3 separate regions of the Sus scrofa genome follow, and regions 1 and 3 are each linked to region 2. A link is a contact called in public Hi-C and HiChIP or PLAC-seq data. All regions are on one chromosome and are shown on one strand. Each heading gives the region's core, a stretch centred on a gene start, on an enhancer-like site or on the middle of the called end of the contact. The rest is flanking DNA. Distances are from core to core; before and after follow the strand shown. Region 1 has its middle 19 kb from the start of AKAP12. Region 2 overlaps AKAP12 (A-kinase anchor protein 12). Region 3 holds the start of AKAP12 (A-kinase anchor protein 12).

Region 1 (3,608 bases), core at 711-3,210, 110 kb before region 2:
GAATTCTCCTGTGGCATAGCAGGTTAAGGATTCGGCATTGTCACTGCAGCTACTCAGGTTGCTGCTGTGGCACAAGTTTGATCCCTGGCCTGGGAACTTCTGCATGCTGTGGGCACAGCCCCCAAAAATAAAAATAAAGTTAACTTACACAAACATACACATGTCCAACTGTGCATGGTTGTGCTGACGATGTTCTGTTAGGACAGGAGAAGAGTATAGAATCGTGAGAGCCTAAATGATGAGGGTCTGCAGCACTGATATGGATGAAGGGAAAGAAGAACCAAAACCTTAAAAATAGAATCACCATCTAATCCAGCAGTCCCCCTCCTGGGCATCTATCCAGAGAAAACCACGGCTTGAAAATACACATGTACACCATGTTCATTGCAGCACTATTTGCAATAGCCAAGACATGGAAACAACCTAAATGTCCATCGATAGAGGAGTGGATCAAGAAGATGTGGTACAGGAGTTCCCATCGTGGCGCAGTGGTTAACGAATCCGACTAGGAACCATGAGGTTCGGGTTCGGTCCCTGCCCTTGCTCAGTGGGTTAACGATCCGGCGTTGCTGTGAGCTGTGGTGTAGGTTGCAGACACGGCTCGGATCCCGCGTTGCTGTGGCTCTGGCGTAGGCCAGTGGCTACAGCTCCGATTCGACCCCTAGCCTGGGAACCTCCATATGCCGCGGGAGTGGCCCAAAAAAATAGCAAAAAGACAAAAAAAAAAAAAAAAAAAGATGTGGTACATATACACCATGGAATATGACTCAGCCATTAAAAGGAATGAAGTAACGGCATTTTTAGCAACGTGGATGGACCTAGAAATTATCATGCTAAGTGAAGTCAGCCATAAATGAGACACCAACATCAATGCTTCCACTGACATGTGGAATCTGAAAAAAGGACACAATGAACTTCTTTGCAGAACAGATGCTGACTCATGGACTTTGAAAAACTTACGGTTTCCAAAGAAGACAGTTTGGGGGTGGGGGGATGCACTGGGGGTGTGGGATGGAAATGCTTTAAAATTGGATTGTGATGGTCATTGTACAACTATAAATGTAATAAAATTCATTGAGTTTTATATATATATATATAATCCCCCCAAAAAAGAACTAAAATCTTCCAGGAGATGGAAGTCAAATTTGGTTACTGGATGAAGGGATGGGGAGATGGTGGAATTTTCCATTTCTTGCCAATTTCTGGCTTGAGGAACTAGCAAGACCTGAAATACAAGAGAAGAGGTAAATTTTTAGGAAAGAGAAGTGAGATTGTTTTGAAGTCCAGACATACGTTGTTTCAAGGCACTTTGCAGAGATTTCGTTTTGTACAAAAGGAAGGTTTGTGGCAACCCTGTGTAGAGCAAGTCTATCAGCACCGTTTTTCCAACAGCATTTGTTTACTCTGTGTCTCTGTTCCATTTGGTAATTCTCACAGTGTTTCAGATTTTTCATTATTATTATATTTGTCACAGTGATCGGTGAACAGTGATCTTAGATGTTATTGTGAAAAGATGATGACTCACCGAAGGCTCAGGTGATGGTTAATATTTGCAGCAATAGATTTTGGGCGGTGATGGCAGGGAGCATGCCCACGACACGCAGAAATTCCCAGATCAGGGATAGAACTTGTGCCACAGCAGTAACCCAAGCCACAGGAGTGACAATGTCAGATCCTTAACCACTAGGCCACCAGCTTCACAATAAGGTATTTTTAATTCAAGCGTGTACATTGCGGTTTTTTTTTTTTTAAACATAATGCTATTGCACACTTAATAGACAGTACAGCATAAACATAAGTTTTATAGGCACTGGGGAGCCAAAGAATTCACATGACTTGCTTTATTGCTGTGATCTGGAACCGACCGCAATATCTGGGAGGTCCGCCTGCAGTTGCTGACCTACGAAGGGCAGCTGGAATATCTGTCCTGGATCACAGCTAGAGCCCGGCTCAGGGACACATTCGGACTGGATGTGGCTACAAAAGCTATGGATGGACACGCCGTTCAGAACAGAGATGGAGCGTGAGATGAAGCGAGAAAAGACCAGCAGAGGGCCTGGGGCGGGCCTGGAGGAGCAGCCACAGAGAAGGACGTTCCACAGCATCTCTGGGGAGACCAGAACGCAGAGTCTGGGAAGAGTTAGCACCGTGGAGCCGCGGAAGAGACTCCCCAAGGGGAGTGGTCCAAGTGTCAAATGGCAGGATGGGGACAACGATCGATCGGGGCTGAGGGCTGGTCTCGGCTGCTGACAACCAGGACACGCAGAGAGCAGCCCACTGCCCTGGTGGGGCCAAGTGCCACATGGCCGAGCGCTGAGGAGTGGGGGAGGGTAAGGTGACGCTCCATGTGCGCTAAGAACTGTGCTTCCAAGAAACTGGATTGTGAAAGAAAGGCAGTCTCGGAGGGCATTGAGCAAAGCTCCGTGGTTGTTTATTTTTAAATCGCAAATCAATTGAAGCATTCGCATAAAAGAAAAAGTCAACAGAGGAAGAGAATGCGGATCTGCCGGGTGGGGGAGGGGCGCTCTCCGTGGAGCGCGTGGAGCGCGTGGAGCGCGTGGAGCGGCGCAAACCCAGGGTTCCAGTGGCGCCTCTGCCATCTCCATCGTCTGGGGCACTGGAAGGAGTTGCCTGAATGGCTAAGGTGGAGAATTCATGGGAGCTTGGTGACAGAGAAGGACGAGAAATGAGATTTTAGGGGGGTGGAAATTAGAAACCCTTGATTCTTTCGCAATATGTTAACAGTCTCCACCTGGAGAAATGCAGCCTGGACACACACATAGGCACACGCCTCGTTTGGTGGATGGGTGACCAGGGCAGACCACAGGCCGCGCACAGAGGGGGCAGGAACAGTGGCCTCCTCCTCACTGTTATCTACCCTGGGGGGAGAAATGATGCAACATGACCCAATGTTTATAAATTAAAATAACAGAGTCACATAAGAGATCTACTGTTTAATTTTGCTAAAAGAATAAAGACATGGGCCACCTATTATCAAAGATCACAGTGCCTAAAAAAAGTCATATCCTAGAATCATTGTCTTGGTTAAATTCAAACTGAATATGATTGAAATTTCACATTTTTTTTTCTTTTTATAACCACATCCTACATATGAAAGTTCCTGGGCCAGGGATCGAACCTGAGCTTCAGCAGTGATCCAAGCTGCTGCAGTGAGACTCTTAACCCACTGCATCACAGCGGAAACTCCAAATCTCACATTTAAAAGCCAGTGATATCTGGAGTTCCCACTGTGGTGCAGGTTGAGGACACTCGGGTCACTGCTGAGGCATCGTTTGATCCCCAGCCTGATGAAGTGGGTTAAGGATCCAGCATATGCCACGGGTGCAGTCAAAAACACACACACAAAAAAAACAAAAAAGCCAGAGATGTTTAAAATCATTCCTTTCAATGGAAAGATGGGACCCTATAAATTTCCACATGGATCTGAGACCTAGTTTAATCATCTTCAAGCCAACCTATTGTGTCCTTTACAAATATTGATTTTAGCTTCTGCATTGATCGTGCTTTGCAGTTCCATCTGTATGGAATAAACCTGGCCTCCTTTGCAAGGTCACCCCTTCCACATGGGCTCTTTATCTTTCCTGGTC
Region 2 (3,703 bases), core at 598-3,097:
ATCTAATTGCTGGCAAGATGCCAGTTAACCTTGCTCAGGGTAGGCCGGATAGGGTGCGTTCCGCCCCCTGGTGGTTATATGGAGTAACTACGTGCCATTCTCTCCGCCCCGCCCCGCCCAGGCTGTGCTCAGCGTTTTTTGGAAAATTCTTACCCCCCTCTTCCTTCTTTTTCCTGTGTCCACCCTGGTCCACCCCAAACTCCCCTCCTTCCTCCCTTCTCCCGAGCAATAATGAACAAGATCTTCATGGTCTAAAGAAAAAAGCAATAGTAAAATCTTTCTTTTGTTTACTTATAGGGAGAGCCTGGTTAATGGGGTCAGACAGGCAAGGCATGAAGTGATAAAGGGGAAAAGGATGAAAAAAAAAGAAACAAACGTAGGGGGCCTAAATGGCCTTGGCTAATAGAAAATTGATACGTGAAACTGTGTCAAAATTGTAAGAGCCCCCAATTTAGTACTTACTTATCCTGTGTTTAAGAATTTAGAGCTGCCTGAAAAATTCTGAATTTTGAACTTTGGTTCTGACTGATTTTCATGGTGTGTGGCTTACATATTAGAGAGTCAGTTGTGTCTCTACATTGGAACATGGCATAGTGTGATCTAAAAGTTTAGCTTGGAGCTCCTGCTGTGGCACAACCCGATCGGCTGTTCGATCCCTAGCCCACACAGTGGGTTAAAGGATTCAGTGTTGCTGCAGCTGCAGCACGGGGATCTGATCCCTGGCCCAGGAACTCCATATGCTGCAGGGCGGCCAAAAATAAAGGGGGAAAAAAGTTTAGCTAACATTACACCATTAAAAAAATTTTAAAAAGGACATTATGCTCAAGTATTTGAGTTGTTTAAAAGTTAACTTGGGAGTTCCCTTGTGGCTCTGCGGTTGTCACTGCTGTGGCTTGGGTCAGATCCCTGGCCCAGAAACTTCCACATGCCCAGGTAGGGCCCCCCCCCAAAAAATAGCTGCTGCCTTGATCAAGTGCTGAAGACACAAAGTTCGCCTTGTAACAGCCCTTCTCAAAAAGTTCAGGAAAGTGGACAGCTGAGGCTTGCCAACCCCCAGATCAGTGTAGTTGTGTGTGTGTGTGTGTGTGTGTGTGTGTGTGTGTGTAGCAGATGGTGAAAATACTATAGGTGCTAAAAAGGGAAGAGCATTTTTGCACCTCATCAGCCTTTAAACAAACACGAGGATACAGAACAGTATTTTTTTTTTTTAATGACAGACTTTAATATCTGTGCGGTTTATTTCCTTTAAGTAATAGTAAAAGCTGAGATATAGAAGTAACTCGGTGCCAGGAATGAAGTAACGCTTTAGATAAAATGCTGCTGACTCTGGTCTTATTCATCCCAGCAACTTTTTAAAGACCCTCCCTGGGTCTCGCTGCAGAGCCTTACTGACCAGTAACAGAGACCCGCCACAGGGAGGGCTCCCCTCCTTTAAAACGAAACACATGACGCGCGAGCGCGGTGCCAAGTCCCGGAGCGCGGGAGGGCGGGCCAGCCCCGGCCCCGGCCCCGGCCCCCGGCCCCGGCCCCGGCCCCCGGCCCCCAGCCCGGATGGGTGGGTGGATGGGTGGGTCCTCCTATAATTAGCTGGGGAAAGGCATCCTCCGTCCGCTTCTTGCTGCTGCTGCGAAGGCAACTCTGGTTCTTGCTGATCCTCCTGGGGTGGCTGGGCGGTTCGTTCTTTCGGATCCCGGCGAGACCGCAGCGGGTTAGCAAGACCCCCTTGGGCTTCAGCCAAGCGCCAGAGGGGGCGAGGCCCGGTCGCTCCCGCCTGGGAGGTGCCGGTCCAGGATGCTGGGGATCGTCACCATCACAGGTAAGGCGGGAGCCAGGTCTGTAGTGTTCTCCCTCCACGGCAGGTGGAGTCACCTGCTTTGGGCTGGGAGAGGCTGCGGGGCGGCGGCTGGACATCCGGATGGGGCATCTCTTTCTCCCCCCGGGGCTGCCTTTTGGCTCAGAAGAGCATTCTCTCTTTGGTTTTCTCTTGGCCTGTGCTGGAATCTTCCTGACTTTGCCCAGGGGAGACCTGGAATGCATTTTGTGAAGGGTCGCACCCCTGCCCCGGGCAGAGGAAAGCAGCCGCGCCGGCCCAGGAGACACATGTTAGATTGGACTGAATTTGAAAATAGGTTGTGAAGACCTAAATCGCTTGCTGTGGTGATTAAAAAAAAAAAAAAAAAAAAAAAGAGGTAAATTCTGCTGTTGACCTGCTTCTTAGGAACTTTCAACGAAGGAACACTTGGCGATTTAGGGGACTCAAGTGTTAAGCGGTAGTTTTTATGAAGCCATCGTTACTGTAAAATCAGTAACTAAGGTCAGCAGCGGTCAGGCAGTGAATAGTAAGGTCTTCAGCTTGCTTTCTAGTAATCTGGCTGAGTGTAAGTGATAAGGTTTAATACCTACCTCTAGCTAGTAAGTTACAGATAGCAAACTTGTGGAAAGTTCTCAGCTCCTCCCGCTTGTCATTTGATCTTTTCATGCAATTGTACTGTAGCTGGAAATCTTAGGAACCTGCCTGCTTTCTCCTCCTCTCTGCCTTTTCCCCCCATCAAATTTAAGCTTCATTTGCTAATTTAGATTTTTATTAGACCAACTCTTCTCTAAATATCTGAGATTGCTGTTCTCCAAATAAACACGTGTTTTCTTCAAAGTGCAATATAGAATTTCTTGGACTTAAAATTGTTCTCAATCTAATCGCTTCTGCAAAGCCTCATCCGCCTCTGGAATTTTTAATGAATGTGAAAGTTGAGCAAAACTAAAAATACCTCTCACTTCCTATAGATTAGCTTGTTTACTTTGAGATTGTCTTAAAATTCCTTCCCCAAGTTTCCTGGACTGGCCTTTCTACCTTTTGCCTGAGGTGAAAATTTACACGGAGCCTAGAAACTATGATGAGACTACGCAAAATTTAAAAATTAAAACCCCCAAATTTTTCATTTTTTTTTCAGATCATTCATTTTTCTAGGAGTGAGATAAAGAAGTGCCCAACCCTGACTGAGGCTGCCTGGGGGTGTGGTTTGGGGGTGTTACAGCTGGGGAGTGGGGCCTCTATGACCATGCATGACTTTATTTCTGGGCGCTTTTTGTGTCCAGTGTAATCTTTATTATATCTGCTCTTTGATGAGTTCATCATATGCCATGTTTCTTATGGGAAGGGAGGGTGGTCCTTTTAAGCAGAAATTTAAGAGTTAACAAACGTGGAATACTTGAGGAGGCTTGAAAAAATTGGTTCCTATAATCCTAATGGGCTGATAAAGGAACAGAAACAGTTGGAAGAGCTGTCGGCTGTTTAAGGCAACGTTAAGTAATGAGATCGATTGCTTTCTCAGTTTTATTTTTATTACAATGTTGATATGAAGAATGAAGCAAAATGTGGTACATTTTCCTGGTGAAAAGAAAGTGTGCAGAAAATATTTTTTTTTTAACTTTTTAAAGTATACTGGATGTACAGTGTTGAGTCAACTTCTGCTGTACAGCAGAGTGATCCAGCCATACATCCATAAACCTTCTTTTTCTCATATTATCTTCAGAAATCTTACACTCAGAAACTTAATAGCAAGTAAACATTTCGCAATGGAAGAGGTAAATATGAAAAAGGAGTTTCCACGGTCAATTTTTTTCCCCTCCACAAGTGATTCTGATCAGGAAGATTTATAATCAATAGTCTTTAAAGAGTTGGTCAGAATCTTGAAAAGCAATAAAG
Region 3 (3,668 bases), core at 1,114-3,613, 87 kb before region 2:
CCCCTGGCCTGGAACCTCCATATGCTGTGGGTACAGCCCTAGAAAAAAGGCAAACAAACAAAAAAAAGAATACGAGCATTTTCACAACCTGAAAAATAAACACAAGGTGTAAGCAGTTGCTACTCTAATCAGACATTCTCACTGTCTTCCTCAGCGTGTGGGTCGTACACCACTGGCTTGAAATCTTTAAACTTGCCGTCTCCTCTGAAAATTCAAAGGCTAGTGAGATGCGAGAAGCTTTAAGAGTTTCCCAAGAACTGAATAAATATGATCTCACAGAATGGGAAATTTTGGTAGTATTTGTACAACTGAATGATACATTTTCATATGTGCTAATGTTAATCCTTTCAAATAGGTTTTTTTTTTTTTTTTTTTCACTTTTTTTTTTTTTTTTTTTCACTTTTTTTCACTATAGGCTGCACCTGTGGCATATGGAAGTTCCCAGGCTACGAGTTGAATTGGAGCTGCAGCTGCCGACCTACACCACAGCCACAGAACTCGGGATCCAAGCCTCATCTGCAACCTACACCACAGCTCATGGCAACACCAGATCCCTGACCCCACTGAGTGAGGCCAGGGATCAAACCCGCATCCTCATGGATACTAGTCTGATTCGTTTCTGCTGCACCATGATGGGAACTCCAAAGGCTAGTGAGATGCACATAGGTTTTAATAGTGTTTTTAGCTCTAAGATCCTAGATGAGGTCCAAATGCCTCTTTTCATTAACATCCTAAGAAGAAGAGAGGAAGCATCCTACAGAAGGGAAGTGAATTGTTGGGCAGTGGTTCATAGGGAGGATTCTGCTCTTCCAGCTACCAGATGTGAAACCTAGATTACCAGACTCAACCCCTCGGAGGCCTACCTTCCCCAACTCCATTGGTAAAATGAGGACAATAAGATAAATCTACATTATTGTGTTGTTTTAAGGATGAAATGTGGCTATCATACACACACAGAGCATTCATGTACCTAGTATAGAGTGAGCACTCAGTGTTTCCTAAATAGTCAACATGGAAGCTGAAATGGCTGAAATGCTTACAAATTCTGAAAACCAACCATTTGGCAAATATACTGCTTCTTAAGGGATAGATGCCAGAGAACGTGGCCTTTATGTACCCCTTTCACATAAAAATAACACATTCCAAAAAAATGTTATGCTGGATAACTAACCTCTGGATCCCAAGGAGCCTTTTTACAACCTGTAATTAATTAGGCACAAAATATCCTAGTGTTGAACCACTGTTGACATCAATTCACAAGATTGTTCTAGATCTGGGTCTGGGATATTTATCTGATGTCTGGGATATTTATCTGATGTCTAGAGGCAATATTGCAAACCATTCTTCAGATTTCATGAGAGCCTAACTATTTGTGAGAACTGGGATAATTTTCCTTTCAGCCCCATCACCTTCTTGCCTATGTCGCAGAGAATCCAGCTAAAATTGTAATTTGGTTCAAATATGTATTGAGAACTTGCTATTTTCATATAGCAGGTATTATATTCAAGCTTAGGAAGGGACAGAAGGCAAACCACTTAGGCCGATGTTATTGAAAGCCTTTATCTATGGAGAAATACTCTCTATGTCATCCTGTTTCTGCGTGGCTCCGGGAAGAAGTGGCCTGGGCCTCCGGCATCAGGCCCTTAAGGACCAGCACTTTTCCAGTAACAGCCTCACTTCCCCAAATTCCCCGGGGAAGGAGGGAGCCGGTGTTGCCGATGGCATCACCTGATAGCGCTTTTCCGGGTGATAGGAGAGCGTGGGGCCGCCTGGCCCACCTCATCCGTGGTCTGACTGCATTAACCTCTCGGTTCCCAGCTCCTGCCACGTGAGGTGCCCTAATATGGTCAGACTCCGGAGGAGCCCAGGAGCGCTTGCCTTTCTCCTGCTACTGGGGAGGAGGCAGGAACAATCGTTTAGAGGCAAACAATGTGAAGGAAAGCAAACGGGGATCCGGGTTGGCTTCTGGGCGAGTTGAAAGTCGGCTGCAGCAGAAGCCCTGTCTGGAGTCATCAATCATTTAATAACCCCCTGGCGAATCCGATCTCCCCGGGGGGTTTTCTGCCCTCCCTTCTTTCTCGCTCTCCCCTCACCTTCGGGGAGGCGGTCCTGGGTGGTCCCCCAGCTCGCATCCCCACTTAGGAACAGGAGGTGCCCTGGGGGTCGGGGTGGGCTGCTCGCCTGGCCCTTGGCTCAAGGCTCTGGCTGCTCCTTGAGTCCTAGCAGCCTGGGGGGAGATGCTGCTGCAAGGCGTGTCTGGGGCTGTGCTCATGTGATGAAGCGAGGGAAAAACAAGGGGGAGGAGGAGGCGGCAAAGAGGTGGCTTTTTTTTTTTTTTTTTTTTTTTTTTCTTTTAAGGAGTTTGCCGCGAGCGCGTCTCCTTCATTCGCAGTCTGGGCGGGTTCGGAGGAGGACGGCGGGAGAGGAAAGCGCTCTCGGGACCTCGCGGGGGCACGGCTTCTGGCTCTTCTCCGCGTCCCTGCGATTTGGGGAAGGCGTAACCGAGCAGCCAGGCGCGGGAGGACCGCAGACCAGCCATGGGCGCCGGCAGCTCCACCGAGCAGCGGAGCCCCGAGCAGCCGGAGGCGGGGAGCGCGACGCCGGCCGAGCCCGAGCCCAGCGGTAGCGGCTCTGCGGCGGAGGCGGCGCCCGGCACCCCGGGGGATCCAGGCATCGCCGCTGCGGACCCCGCCACCAAGGTAGGGCGCGCCGGGCCACCTGCCCCGGGGGAGGCGGGGGCGAGGGGCGTCTCTAGATCTCCGCCTGTGAGAACTTCCTCGCCGATGCAGCCCATCTGCAAACTCGGGAGCAGGAATGCTTCTTTCTAAGCTTTTCAGGGTCTTTAGCGCCGGGGCGGGACCAGAGCAGCGGCGAGCGCGGCGGGGGGCTTGCATCTTTGTCGTGGGTCTTCCTGGGGAGGCGACTGCGCCATCCGCAGTAATAAAATCCCCCCCTACCCGGGGCTAACTGAGCCTTTCTCCACGCTCTTCCGGTGGGAGCGACCCAGCCCTACCCCGGCGAGCTGCGTGCGGGAGCCCGCGGAGAACTGACCTCCCCCCCTGCCGAGCGTCTGGAGCCCCCTGCCCCCGCCCCGTCTCCCGGATGCAGAAAGTCAGCCGTTGGGCCTTGACGGGTGTTGCAGCCCGGCGAACCCGACACCCGTGGGTTCCCCGCTGCGTACGGTCCTTGATACCAGCTCTGTCTGGAGCGACCCGGCTTTGGTACCCAGCCCTCCTGCGGCAGCGGCTCGGGCAGACACCGCCTTTCTGATGCGGAGAAAGCCTGGGGTGTAGCTAGCTCGCGGCCAACGAAAACCTGAGCCGAGCCGACGCTGCGTTTGCAAAAGGAATGACAGGTTTCGCAAACCCGGCAGCGTCCTCCTTTGCGCTCAATTCATTGCCTGTGGACTCAGTTGGATAAACAAATACTGGAGGAGTAGTTAGAAGTTCTCAAAGGATGCGGTCAGAGGCGTAAGCAAGCATTCCCTGTACTCTGGTCTATGGAGGCAGTGCTGAACCTCCTAGGCATTTTGCGTTCTATAGCCGTGAGTCTTCAAGGCTTAAATATTTATCCTTGGCAATGACAGAGGCCAAGATTGTGATTTGTTCAGATCGTTGCATTTTAAATTTTTTTTCCAGTATGTGTGTTCATTAGCAAGACTTCGCCCA

Evidence for each region. A called contact is a pair of places that touch in the nucleus more often than the background predicts. HiChIP or PLAC-seq counts read pairs in DNA pulled down with a chosen protein or histone mark.
Region 1: a Hi-C map of skeletal muscle shows a contact between it and region 2, with 5 times the contacts expected there. The contact joins two enhancer-like sites. A contact is called at or near these places in 7 of 47 Hi-C or Micro-C datasets (alveolar macrophages, fetal skeletal muscle, heart right ventricle and 4 more) and 1 of 2 datasets of contacts at active chromatin or transcription factors (skeletal muscle).
Region 3: an H3K27ac HiChIP or PLAC-seq map of skeletal muscle shows a contact between it and region 2, with 5 times the contacts expected there. The contact joins the promoter of AKAP12 here to the enhancer-like site in region 2. A contact is called at or near these places in 9 of 47 Hi-C or Micro-C datasets (embryonic fibroblasts, fetal skeletal muscle, heart right ventricle and 5 more) and 1 of 2 datasets of contacts at active chromatin or transcription factors (skeletal muscle).

The regions. Positions count from the first base shown.
Region 1 is chr1:15,034,138-15,037,745 of Sscrofa11.1, reverse strand. No RefSeq gene overlaps it. Among named protein-coding and RNA genes, the nearest start is that of AKAP12, 19 kb to the right of the region's middle. Within about 2 kb of position 1,960, at least 29 of the 83 cell types and tissues checked have an H3K27ac peak or open chromatin away from gene starts, as enhancers often do. A contact at or near this core is called in retroperitoneal adipose tissue, skeletal muscle and subcutaneous adipose tissue, where this site is marked.
Region 2 is chr1:14,928,200-14,931,902 of Sscrofa11.1, reverse strand. All of the region lies in intron 2 of AKAP12 (A-kinase anchor protein 12), which reads left to right. Among named protein-coding and RNA genes, the nearest start is that of ZBTB2, 71 kb to the right of the region's middle. Within about 2 kb of position 1,847, at least 41 of the 83 cell types and tissues checked have an H3K27ac peak or open chromatin away from gene starts, as enhancers often do. A contact at or near this core is called in fetal skeletal muscle, mesenteric adipose tissue, omental adipose tissue and 3 more, where this site is marked.
Region 3 is chr1:15,015,711-15,019,378 of Sscrofa11.1, reverse strand. AKAP12 (A-kinase anchor protein 12) reads left to right here and starts at 2,363. Exons shown (of 6, transcript XM_001927265.7): 1 at 2,363-2,699. The coding sequence starts at 2,538.